Regions from separate parts of the Mus musculus genome. Here region 2 is linked to region 1. The links are chromatin contacts, called in public Micro-C maps. All regions are on one chromosome and are shown on one strand. The core of a region is the stretch at or near the end of the contact, and the rest is flanking DNA. Distances in the headings are between cores, read along the strand shown. Region 1 holds the start of Hlf (hepatic leukemia factor). Region 2 holds the start of Slc39a11 (solute carrier family 39 (metal ion transporter), member 11).

Evidence for each region. A called contact is a pair of places that touch in the nucleus more often than the background predicts.
Region 2: a Micro-C map of embryonic stem cells shows a contact between it and region 1, with 16 times the contacts expected there. The contact joins the promoter of Slc39a11 here to the promoter of Hlf in region 1. A contact is called at or near these places in 3 of 39 promoter capture datasets (the HPC-7 cell line, cranial neural crest and pre-B cells) and 8 of 484 Hi-C or Micro-C datasets (B cells, CD4 T cells, CD8 T cells and 2 more).

Annotation. Positions count from the first base shown.
Region 1 is chr11:90,387,385-90,393,191 of GRCm38.p6, forward strand. It overlaps Hlf (hepatic leukemia factor), which reads right to left and starts at 3,533. Exons shown (of 4, transcript NM_172563.3): 1 at 2,866-3,533; 2 at 402-737. The coding sequence starts at 2,980.
Region 2 is chr11:113,561,616-113,567,235 of GRCm38.p6, forward strand. Slc39a11 (solute carrier family 39 (metal ion transporter), member 11) reads right to left here and starts at 4,200. Exons shown (of 10, transcript NM_027216.5): 1 at 4,061-4,200; 2 at 391-509. The coding sequence starts at 498.

The DNA of each region.
Region 1 (5,807 bases), core at 2,283-4,782:
ACCCTTGTGTTTGGGGACCAGGAGAAGGCGGTAGGAGATAGGATAGATGTTTGTTTTACATTAACCCATTAGCCCGTTCATTAACTCCAGGCTGGAGTATCACAAACTATAGCCTTCGAATCAACCACTCAGAATTCCCCTGGGATTTGGTTAAAATGAAGTCTGGGTTCAAACCCCAGACCCGGAAAACATCAGCTTCTTAAGGGCAGGTCCATAGAGTATTCTAACTGGCTCTGCAGGTGAGAGCTACGCATGCTCTGAAGGAGGAAGGCTCCTCAGAACAGGAAGAGAGGGCTCCTCTCTAGAAATGTGTGTTAAGATCTCCAACTCTTGCCAACCTCGCTCGCCCCACTTCCGTCTTGTCCCCCACATCTAACACGGGTGAACCTTCCAGAATTTACCTGGTCTGATGGGGCTCTGCATACAGTTCGGAGACGGGATGCCCGGGTGGAGGGGCGCTGTGGCCCGGCTGCTGAGATCCATGACCGAGGGCGCCGTGGAGGAAGCTGGTTGCAAGCCAGGGGGGTGAGGGCTGTGGTCGTGCTGCGACGGACTCGGGGGGATGCCATTCTCTGACAGGAATTCCTCCAAGTCCATGTATTCCAGCTGGAAAGTATCTCCGTCATAGGGAAGGGTTTTGTCCCATAAGGTGGGTCCCAAGAAGGCGGACTGGGGGACGGTCGGGCTGCTGCTCTCATCGTCCAGCTTCTTTCCTTTGTCTTTTTCTTTACTAAATGCTGAAGAAGAAAAAGGGAAAGGTGAGCTTTGTTTTTTTTAAAACAGAAAAGAAAAGGGGTCAGTCTGTCACCAGCCTTCCTGCCATCGGTTACAAAATGACTTCTGGGGGCACCGAGGCCTCTGGCTGCTGCCTCTGGTAGATCTAGAGTTTCGACATCTTCCTATTTACTTTGGAAAGAAAGAGCTTTCTGGTCTGTAGGACAGGACGGGGCTACCGACTGATCTGGAATGAAAACAAGAGAATAATCCTTCCTCGGTGTGTTATTTGAAGGGCTAAGTCACCGAAATCTATACTGAGAAAATAACACCGGAGAATATATACAACTGATGGGATTTTTAAAGGGGACCACCGATAACTTGGTATGATTCTACCTTTTAGAAAGTGATGACCGCAAGAATCTGAGGTCATTCTGACTTACAAACCAGGGTATGCAAGCTTAGTCTTAGTAAGCAGTCCCCGCCCCCACCTTCCCTTAATACTACGCGTCGTTTCTGCGTTATTCCTTTCCATGTATTATCTCAATAAACGTGCAAGCCTACAATTATCCCCCATTTACAAGGAAGATAAGGGTGCTCTCTCACCATAGAAGGAGACTGTGGGGGGAGGGGTGGGCAGGCCGGGGTGACGGGGTAGAAATGAAGTACTTTCGAACTCATCCATTTGCTTAGAACCCTCAAGAGGACTAAGTCTGTTTTAGAAGGTGGATTCTTTTTCCTTTTCCCCCCAAACATTTAAATATTACCTAATTTACAAAAAGAAAGCAAACATTTATGTACCCCATCACAAGGCAGTACTATGCAAAGGTGCTGTGTTCTACTCTCTGAGGGTAAGAATGCAGCTATTTCCTGCCTGGAAATACAGCACCCCCGGATTGGTCTTTACCGAGCTGTCTGCATTTTGCCAATATTCAGGTGTGGGTGGAATCAGGGATTAGAGAATTTGATTCTGAGTTTTGTTTTGTTTTGTTTCTCATTAGAGAAATGTAGTCCCACCGCCACCCATTCGAATCTTCAAATCCTCCGCAGTCTCATTAGAGTTAGGCTTAAAAACATCGACCACAAAAGCCTAACGCATCCGCAGATTTCTCCCAAATGCTACTCCTTAAGAAGCAGTGCGGGAGGGTATTGGGGGTGGGGGGCGGTCTGCACGCGCAATCAAGCACCAGCAACTCTTGCAATGCAACAGGCGTTCTCTCCCAGGGAAATTGATGCAAACACCCCGAAGCTATTTCCAGCCAAATAATCTTTTCAAGAATTTATGCAGGAGCAGCATAATTCGCTTCTGTCACTGTGATAACACCAAAGGCAAGAAACTGCACCGGCCCAAAACACAAATCCGTTCTGGCATCAATTGCGTTCCCAGCTAGGTCTCACATGCATCTACCCCCAGCCCCCCCCCCACTCCCCACCATATCCCCCTACCCGTCTCCTTAGCTCCAAGCCACGGTTGCCTAGGGAAGGTTTGAGACTTACCAAGAAAGGGCTCAAGCCAGAGGAGGCTCCTGCACGCGGTTACACGTGAGCCTGCTCAGCTCTCCCCTCCCACCGGGAAGAGAGCACCGGGAAAGTGTCAGCGCTGGAGGCGTGCACCGCTTCCCGCCGACAGACCACTCCCCCCACCCCCACCCCGCTTTGTGAATTGCGGGTCTGCGGGAGAAAGCGCCTCTCCGCTCATGCCGCGTGAGTTCACAACACAAAACACTAACACGATCCGAATATTCAGGCTGCCGCCGAGTGAGAACCCCCATTTACTTTGACCCCCCCCTCTCTGCCAGGCTCCAACCAGCCACCTCCCGCCCTTTCTCCTCTCCAGTCCCAGAGACACTAGTCTCCCAGGGAAGCGCACACCCTGTCACTCAAAGCAGCGATCCTGACCTGTCAAGTTCACCTGTCACCTGCGCTGCAGGAGGACAGACCTAGAAAGGCAGGCGAGCCAGGTTCCCAGCGCTATTTCAAATGTTGCCCCGGAGGGATCCCCTTTGCATTGAGGAGAAAGAGGGAGTAAGCCCCCCAATTTCACTAAAGCAAGGCGAGGGGAAGAAAGATGCTGGTGCCCTCCCAGCCGACTAGGGGGGTCCCTGGGAGTGTAGTCCCTTCCCTGAGCCCAGCTGCCGAGGCAACGCTCACCGTCTTCAGGATGAAGGGGGAGCTTCAGCGGGTTCTCCAGCAGGGACCTGAGCACGCCGTAGGGAGGCGGGATAAAGGTGGGGTTCAAGGGGAGCTGTCGGGACATTTTCTCCATCGTGATGCACTCAATTGTCTTTTTAAAAAGAAGGCCAATCGCCGCCCCGAAATGTTGATGAGCTTTGTTTCCTCCGTCCTTTGCCAACCAAAAGTACTCGCTTTCAAAACAGTGCAGACAAGGAAGAAAAAAAAAAATCACTTCTGTCTTTGTAAATACATCAGCATACAAATATCAAAAAAAAACAAAAACAAAAACAAAAAAACTTTCGTGTTCTCAGTGCCGACAGTCCAGGGAAGGCGCATCTAGCGCCGCGGACTCCTCCGACCCAGTGCAGGATGCTTTCTCACCTGCCTCCAACACTCAGTCTTGCAAAATGTTCAAAATTGCAAGGAGGTGGGGGGAAAAAGGAAAGAGAGAAATTTTGAAAACGTAGACGGCTGCAGATGAGCAGAAGGCAAAGCGCGGGCCCCGGCCCCTCGCGCGAGCACCGGAGGCTGTGCCGTCCCGCCCCACCCCCCTCCCCGCCGCGGCCGCTGCTCCCCGCGCTCCGCGGCCCCGCAGCGCCGGGCTCAGCGCATCAGGCAGTCCATGTGCCGCTGCCCTGACAAGAGTGACGTCAGGGCCCGCACCGCGCGCCGATAGGCGTGCAGGGGCGGGGCCCAAATCGGGCCCGCCCATCCACCCCGCCCCCCCAGGGCTGCGTGTGTAGCATCGCCGCACGCGCTGTTTTTCCGGCCCTTGCGGCGTTGGTGGGCTGCGAAAAGCACAGGTGCCAGATTTCCTGCTTCACTCTCTGCCTTGCGCTGGGAATAACGCGCGCTAACTCTCACCCTGACTCCTTTTGCACGCGAGCCCTTCCCCCTCCGTTCCCCCCCCCCGCCCCCCAGAGCAGAACAATGAGAAATTCGTGTCAGTGGTTTGCAATGTGGAAATAAATTGGTGATTTTAAAAGAAGATGATTTTTAAAAGATGGCCAAGTGGCATTCCGGACTTAAATTAGAACCCCCAACCCCCGGGGCGATGTCCTGGCTAGCAATGTTTTTTAAAGCTCCCCAGGACAAGTTTAGGAGATTTGGATAGACTTGAAGCGAATGACTTCTGGATATTTCTCCTCCTCGCTCCTGGTGAGCTTAGTACTTTCCTTCTAGCCCCACTGCATATCCGACCTAAGATATCAACTTTCCTGAATTCCAAACAATGTGCAAAAACGTAGAATGGAGACAGGAGCTGCAGACTGAAGTGAACTGTCTCCCACGCTGTCCGAGGGAATTAACAAGACAGACATTTGCTTGCAATGGAAGGAAAGCAGGAGAGACTTAAACACAAGGAATGAAAGTTAGGAGTATTTAAAAGGCCCAGCATGGCTGTAATTAGGCTAACTTAGAAGGTCTGAATACTAATTAAAATAAATTTGTAAACTCTTTGTTAAAAGATTAGGGGAATCTTGTTTGTGGCTGCAGCACATCCCTCTGGCCTTTTGAAGGCTGTGAAAAGGCCAGTTTTTTGACCTTGCTGCTGAGGGTGTGGGGGAGAACACCTTGGCGGAGTGGATGGATTGGAATGTAGGCATTCTGCCTCCCCAGCCAGGAGAACTGAGACACACGAACCGCATCTCCACGCTTCTCTTTCCACTTTCCACCCCCACCCACCCACCAATTACACATTTCTATCCAGCACTAAGTCCCCCTGACCCGTGGAGGAGCATGTGGGATGGTTTTTGCAGTACTGATGGTTGAATGTATGGCCTTACCCATGTCTAGCTAGTTCTATATCACAGTGAGCTGTCTCCTCAGACCTGTGGGGAAGGGTCTGCAAGAAGCTTTTCAATGAGGCAGAAAGGCTTTTGTGAACATAGACTGGGTTCCTGGGGTGCAAATATTACTGGGATGCCCCTCCCCCACCCCACTACCAAAAAATGAGAGATAAGAAAGGAGAGAAGAGAAATCTAAAATTCAGGAAATTCCGGACCCTGGCCAAGGGCACTGGAAGTTCATGATAAGTAGCCCTGACTCTTTCTCTGAGCAGAAGTTTCCGGGTAAATGGACGGCTGGTCCCGTGGCCTTCATTTCCTCCTGCTAACACCTGGGCAAAGTGAATGGTAAGATGACATTCTGAGATGCTCTTGTGATGTCAGATCCCAGAAACATGAGCCCTGGGGTGGATGCGGTGTACATTCAGTGAGCACCACTGCATGCCATTGACTGGGCTGGGGCTGGTGAGATGATGGATGGATAAGACCTGGCTATACCAGGGAAAGGATGCCATAGAAGCACACAAAGTCTGGACTCCAAAACCCAGTAACAGAGAGAGCTGACGTGGGCATCTGTTACTGGAAGGAGAGTGCAGAGAAGCGCCTGAGGTGAGCTTGGAGCCAGTGGTCCCTCATAAACTTCCCAACCCTTCAGTCGGTTTGCTTCTCAGAAAAGAAGGGACTCCGCTGGAAGCTGAAGAGATTATTCAGTGGATTAAAGAGCACTTGGGTCATAAGAATGAAGATACAAGCTTGGATTCCCCTGCATCAACATGAAAAGGGAGGGAGGGAGGAAGAACAGCCTCCAGCAGCAGCAGCATGGGCCTGTAACCCCAGCACTGGGGAGGCAGAGATAGGGAGATCCTAAAAGCTCACTGGCTGCCAGCCTAGGCAATGAGTGAGCTCCAGGTTGAGTGAGAGACCCTGTCTCAGAAACAGAGAAGATGCCCATGTTAATCTACACACACACACACACACACACACACACACACACACACACAGGAGAGCTTCTGTGCTCTTGTCAGAGAGAGAGGAAGGTTTCATCTTTTAACTTTTTTTTTTTTGGAGTAATTTTCTCTTTTTTTTCCATTTTTTATTAGGTATTTAGCTCATTTACATTTCCAATGCTATACC
Region 2 (5,620 bases), core at 2,950-5,449, about 23 Mb after region 1:
CATGGCCACAGGGAGGGCAGTTCCACCTGAAAGCTAATCGTCTTGGGCCCTGCGTAGTACTCCTGCTCTGGGCGTGCAGGGAATTAGACGGGAGCTCGGAATGAGGCAGCAGGTTAATGAAGGCACAATGGCTACTCCCTCACCCCCTGGCCCTTTTGAGTTTGGGTGCCAGGGGCAGGTGAGGGGAAGACAATGCCCGGCTTGTGTACCACTAATGGGTGCCTGCTCCCTGGCCTAGTAAGGAAACAGAGAGAAAACAAGGAAGATGGGAAGAATTAGCATCCCACCACCTGCCTGTGTGGCCGCTGCCCGGCGGTGCTGTGTGGCAAGGGGCAGGTTCCAAAGGTCACCAAAGGGTCCCTGCCAATCCCCAGAAGCGAAGCGACTCACCTGCCCGCTGGAGAATATGAACACGAGAGCTGCCCCGGCTGCTGTCATTGCCCAGGTGAAGAAGGTCCCCAGCAAGGCCTGGACCACGGAGCTGTAACCTTGGAGCATGCTGGATACTGCTGTGCACAGAAGAGCAGAGGGTCAGGCAGATGCTGAGGGGCCCCAATTGTGATATACACATGTCCTAAGTCACTGCCTGAGCTGCCCTCTGTCAGGGTAGGTGGTCTGCACATTCAAGTCAAACCAATGCAACAGGCCTCACCATCCCAGTACCAGCACAGGGACATTGAAAGGCGACGTGAGGACACTGGGAGAAAGAGGCCAGGAAGCTCTCCCCAGAGGCCCGCTCATTCATCCATCTGTCCCTGCCTGCTATTTCTCCTCAGACCCTGCCAAAGAACAGGCCCCTAGCTCAAACTGTCCTCTAGATACCTTCCATCTGATTCCCAGTCACACCTTCCTGGCTCCCCAAGCCAGCCTCCTGGCTAAACATAAATTCCACCGACAGACCTTCCCACCGCCATGGACTCTCCAGCCAAAGTCCAGCAGCATGCAGTCTGGGCCCTACGCTCCCATTCAACTTAACTCATCAGGGCACCTTTACAACCCAGACAGCTGTGCCTCCAAGGTTCCGTTCCCATAAGCCCCTTCGGGGAGGCCTTCCCTCCACGGCTCCTGCCCACGAAACCCAAGAGCCTCCTCTAAGGCCCACCTCATGCCAGGTCTGTGATGAAGCCTTCTATGACTACCCACGCATGTGTGCGCGCGCGCGCGCGCGCACACACACACACACACACACACACCATGTCCAAACACACATCTTTGCTGTTTTCTATAGGGGCCTGCCTACATCCATAACCTAACTTTGTAACTGCTTGAGAATGGTGAAGACACTTTCCCACAGCCTTGTGAAAGCAGGCATGGCCATCCGCTGCAAACTACCTGCTTAAGGAGGAGGAGCCAGCTTACCCAGAAAGGAGAGTCAGAGAACACAAGGAAATAGAACCATAAACGGCTCTGTGCATAGCTGCTGCCGGCGAAGGGGCACCGCTGTCCCCTAAGAAAAGAAAGGGCCCTCTCTCATATGGGCCCAGAGAACCTCCTCAGAATGAACTATAAGACTGAGACCATATCCTGTCCATCCTGTCCTAGATTGCAAATGTCAGGCTTCGCCTACGGAAAGTTACAAGGCAGAGAAGTCCACTTGCGAAGCGGCCGTGTGTCCTGGCACTCACATACACATACAAGCTAGGTGTGGGCATCAACTCAAAGGCCTCATTCAGTTCCCTTTCGGCCCTCTAGCATCCACAGGGCTGGACCTGACCCCACCTGGCTTGGCTCCCTCAGAGCTGAACATGCCTGCATATCAAGGGCTAAAGAGGTTCCCTCAGCTGCCCTTAGAGGAAGCCATGGCAGAGTATGGACAGGGCCCTGGGCACAGCCCACACTCAGAAAAGGCTGTGGGCTCAGATGAGTCCCGCTGGGCCCCCATGCTAGGTCTAAGGTCTAACCATTTATGGGTTCGGATTCCAAGCATATGCAGCCTTTTGACGATGACACTGGAGAACCCCACAACCAAGAAGCAAAAAAGCAAATAACGAAAAACTGCCAAGTCTGGCAACCTGAGCTTGGTTCCTGACGCCCACCTGAGGGAGAGAACCAACAGCTCTCCTCTGACCTCGGCATTTGCACCATGGAATGCACAAGCCCCCCGACCCCACCCCGCAAAACACACACACATAGAGGTAGTTTTAAAATGCACCCTTCCCCAAATCTCACATTGTCTAAGTAAGCTTACTATTTTGTGTTGGGCTGCACACATCTCTATACCGAGTGCAGGTTGGGCACACATGACAGAGGAACTCAAGACAGCAACTGCACACATTTTAAAATTTTTAAAAAGAAAAAAAAAATCAAGCAAAAAAATAGCCTTTTCCACCCTCCCTGAGTCAAGTCAACCTCAAAAGAGTGGTGTGTGCTGGGCATGGCAGCAGAAACCTTTTAGTCCCAGACCTTGAAGAGGCAAATACCAGCAGGTTTCTGCAAGTTTGAGGCTAGCCTGGTCTACTTAGTGAGTTTCAGGACAGCCAGGGCCATATAGTAAGATTCTTTGTCAAAACAAAACAAAACAAACTAACAAAAAACAAAAATGAGAGACTTGAGTATTTTTTGTTTTTTGAATTTGTTGGATTTTTTTTGTTTGTTTTTTAGCTGAAATCCTAGAGCATTAACACACTGATCGCTCCCAGTTGCTTGTGAGTAAAATGTTAAACATACACAAAGACCGAGATGGAGCTAGCATCCTCTCAAGTCTCACTATCCGAGACAGATCACAGCGTAAAACATCCCCCAAGTACCTCATTGTGTCTTTTGACAGCTACTGGTTAAAAGAAACGATTCCCATTTGCCAGCCAGCAAAATCAAACCAAAGGGAGTTGTGCGTCTCCATGGCGGCCAGAGAGATAGGAAAACACTCTTCTAAGTTCACTGCATAACTGAGTTCCTGAGAACTCAGAGCCCTGGCCACCCACCACTTATCACAGTGTGAGCCCAGCACGCCTCTTCTTCCACTCACTGTTTGAAAACTCTGGCTACTCTCTAAGGGTGGTGGAAAGCCAGATGTCTGGTCCCTCTTGAGAGCTACTTAGATGATTTTTTTTTTAATGTAGCCTGGAACTTACTGTGTAGCAGAGAGTGGCTTTGAACTCCTGATCCTCCTGCCTTCCACCTCCCAAAGCCGGAATTGCCAGAGTGTGCTACAATAGCTGGTTTTTGTGGTACTGGGGAATCAAACTCAGAGCTTTGTACATGGTAAGCAAGCACTCTACCATAGGGGCTCCATCTCCAGCCGTTGGAGCTACGTAAAAGCACAGGGCGCAGGCGACATCACACACTTGTGGGATTCCCCAAATCTGCACCTTATTTAACTCCATGGGGGAGTTAAATCTTGCCAGGCAGTCTGCTTCAGACTTTCTCCAGAGCTGGATATTGACATCATAAACTGGACCAGTGACCAGGACAGGGGACCATTCTCCACCCATCCTATAACTTGAGAGAAGCCAACAGCGGGCTGACAGCACAGAGCAGCCAGCTCCCATGACTCCAGTAAATTTCCTTCTGTCCTTTTCTGTCTCTTTCCCTGTCTTTTAAATGTTGCCTCCGCACTTCAAAACGCTGGTTTAGTTAAAGCGAGGCACTGCGTGGGCTTAAGGGAGCTGGCACAGAACTCGTGGACCGGACTTTACCAGAGACGCCCATGAGACAGATTCAGGATCTGGACCACTAGCATGAACATGAAAAAGTTCTCCAGGAGGCAGGCATGCTGCCGGCTCTCCAGCCTCCCCCAGACCTGCCACAGGTGGAGGTGGGAGGGGCCTCCGAATGGCTGCCACTGATACCACAGGTCCCTTGTCCCCTATACACACCACCATGAAACAATGAATGAAGAGACCCTTGGCTGTGCACTCAGGAGCTTCGCATCACTGTCTCCAGCTCATCCTAGGGTGGAGCAGAGGGGTCCCAAACACCCTCCTCCCCCTGCCACCTGTCACAGCCCCTGCTGCTCTTCCAGGACTTGCACCTTAGGGCACCCCTTTGCAAGCTCCAGGCCGCTGCACACTCTCGAGACTGCCCGGCACCCCGGGCCTGAAGGAGAGAAAAGGCGACTCACTAGGGTGCCCTCTCCAGCCCCCTCTCCACTTCCATCAGCCCCCGATGCCACTCGCTCGCCCGGCTCCACTCTCGCGGTCACTTCCTGCTTCACTCCAGCACACGTGGCCCTCCACCGCCGGGCCCCGCCCCTTCGCAACCGGCGAATCCTGCCTGGAGAATAAAGTCTCAGGTTCACAGGCTTCCGTGCTCGCAGGAACAGAGGCGGGCGGGCAAAAGCAGCACTCTCCCCTTCCCCCAAGTCCACAAATGCAAAGGCGAAGGCCTAGGGCAGTGCACACACCCCAGGAAATCTTGGGGAGGCTACAGACACCCAAAGAAGGGGCACTTTGGATCAGTTCTGACGTACTTAATGTTGTCTACATCTTTTGTCATATGTCCTAAACATGACAACATAGGTCCTAACTGAGCTACGGAGCCAGTGTCAAGATGGGCAACATTCTGAAGGTCAATGGCTTTATTCTCAAGGTCAATACCTTCCATTAGAAGGATGCCCAGGCTCTGCATTCTACTTGAGCTTGCAATCTTTCACTTGCTGACTACAGCCTGTCAATGTCAATATTGAGGACCCACTGAGGGCCACATATGCGAAGCATCACCCCAGGTCATAGGCTTTCCGCTCCAGGGCTTCTATGAAAACACCTTGACTAGATTTAGCTGCAATAAAATGAAGGCCAGATATCTGGTTCAATTTGAATGTCAGGAAAACAACAAATAGTTTCTTATTATAAGTATGCCCTGTGCCCTGTAAGGGATGCACACATGCAAATGTCATGACTGTTTTTTGAAATGTAAAGTTAAATGAGTGGTCAGTGTTGCATTTGGCAGCCCAAGCATAAAGTACTCAGGACAGGAGAACAGCCTGCAGTTGGAGTATACAAAGAAGACAGTAAGAGCAGGCATCTATTACCCTCTTAGAGAGCGGTGTGCCTTCCTAGTGAGGACCACTCTGTATTCGCAGCGATGAAGGAAGAACTCTCTTAGGGTGGTTGTCCAGCTCTCAGCGAATGCCCAATCAGCTCCCACCAGGTTTTATTAACTTATATACACGCTAGGCTTAAGCATTTCACATACATTGACATCCTTCAATCTCAGGTCCTGGACCCAGGTAACCCTTTGAGCAACTTAAAAAGAGGCTGCAGACTGCAAGTCTGGCCACATAGGCAGCTAGGAGATTTACACAGCAAAGACATTGCACGCTGCCAGAACGATTTTGAGTGCAGCCGGTGCTGTTCTCTTTCTGAATAGTTGTTACCCAGGGTCATCTTGTCCACCTGGTGGAATGATGGTTTTCTAGACAGCAGCACAAAGGATTTCATGGCAGACCTGGATTTAACAATGGTTGTGACCCTGCACTCCCATCCACCCCAGCCCCAACTGCCCTTTAGGGGTATGTCTTCCATATGGGAAAAACCTAATGGCTGGTTGTTAAGTCAGGGTCGTCTCCCTTGTCGTGGGAATCAAAGTCTAACGATTGAGCGATCCTGGAGAGTAAATACTCACATCCTAGCATTCCTAAGCTTCGCTTTTCTCTAACAGGTCTTTGTGCACACTGCTTATT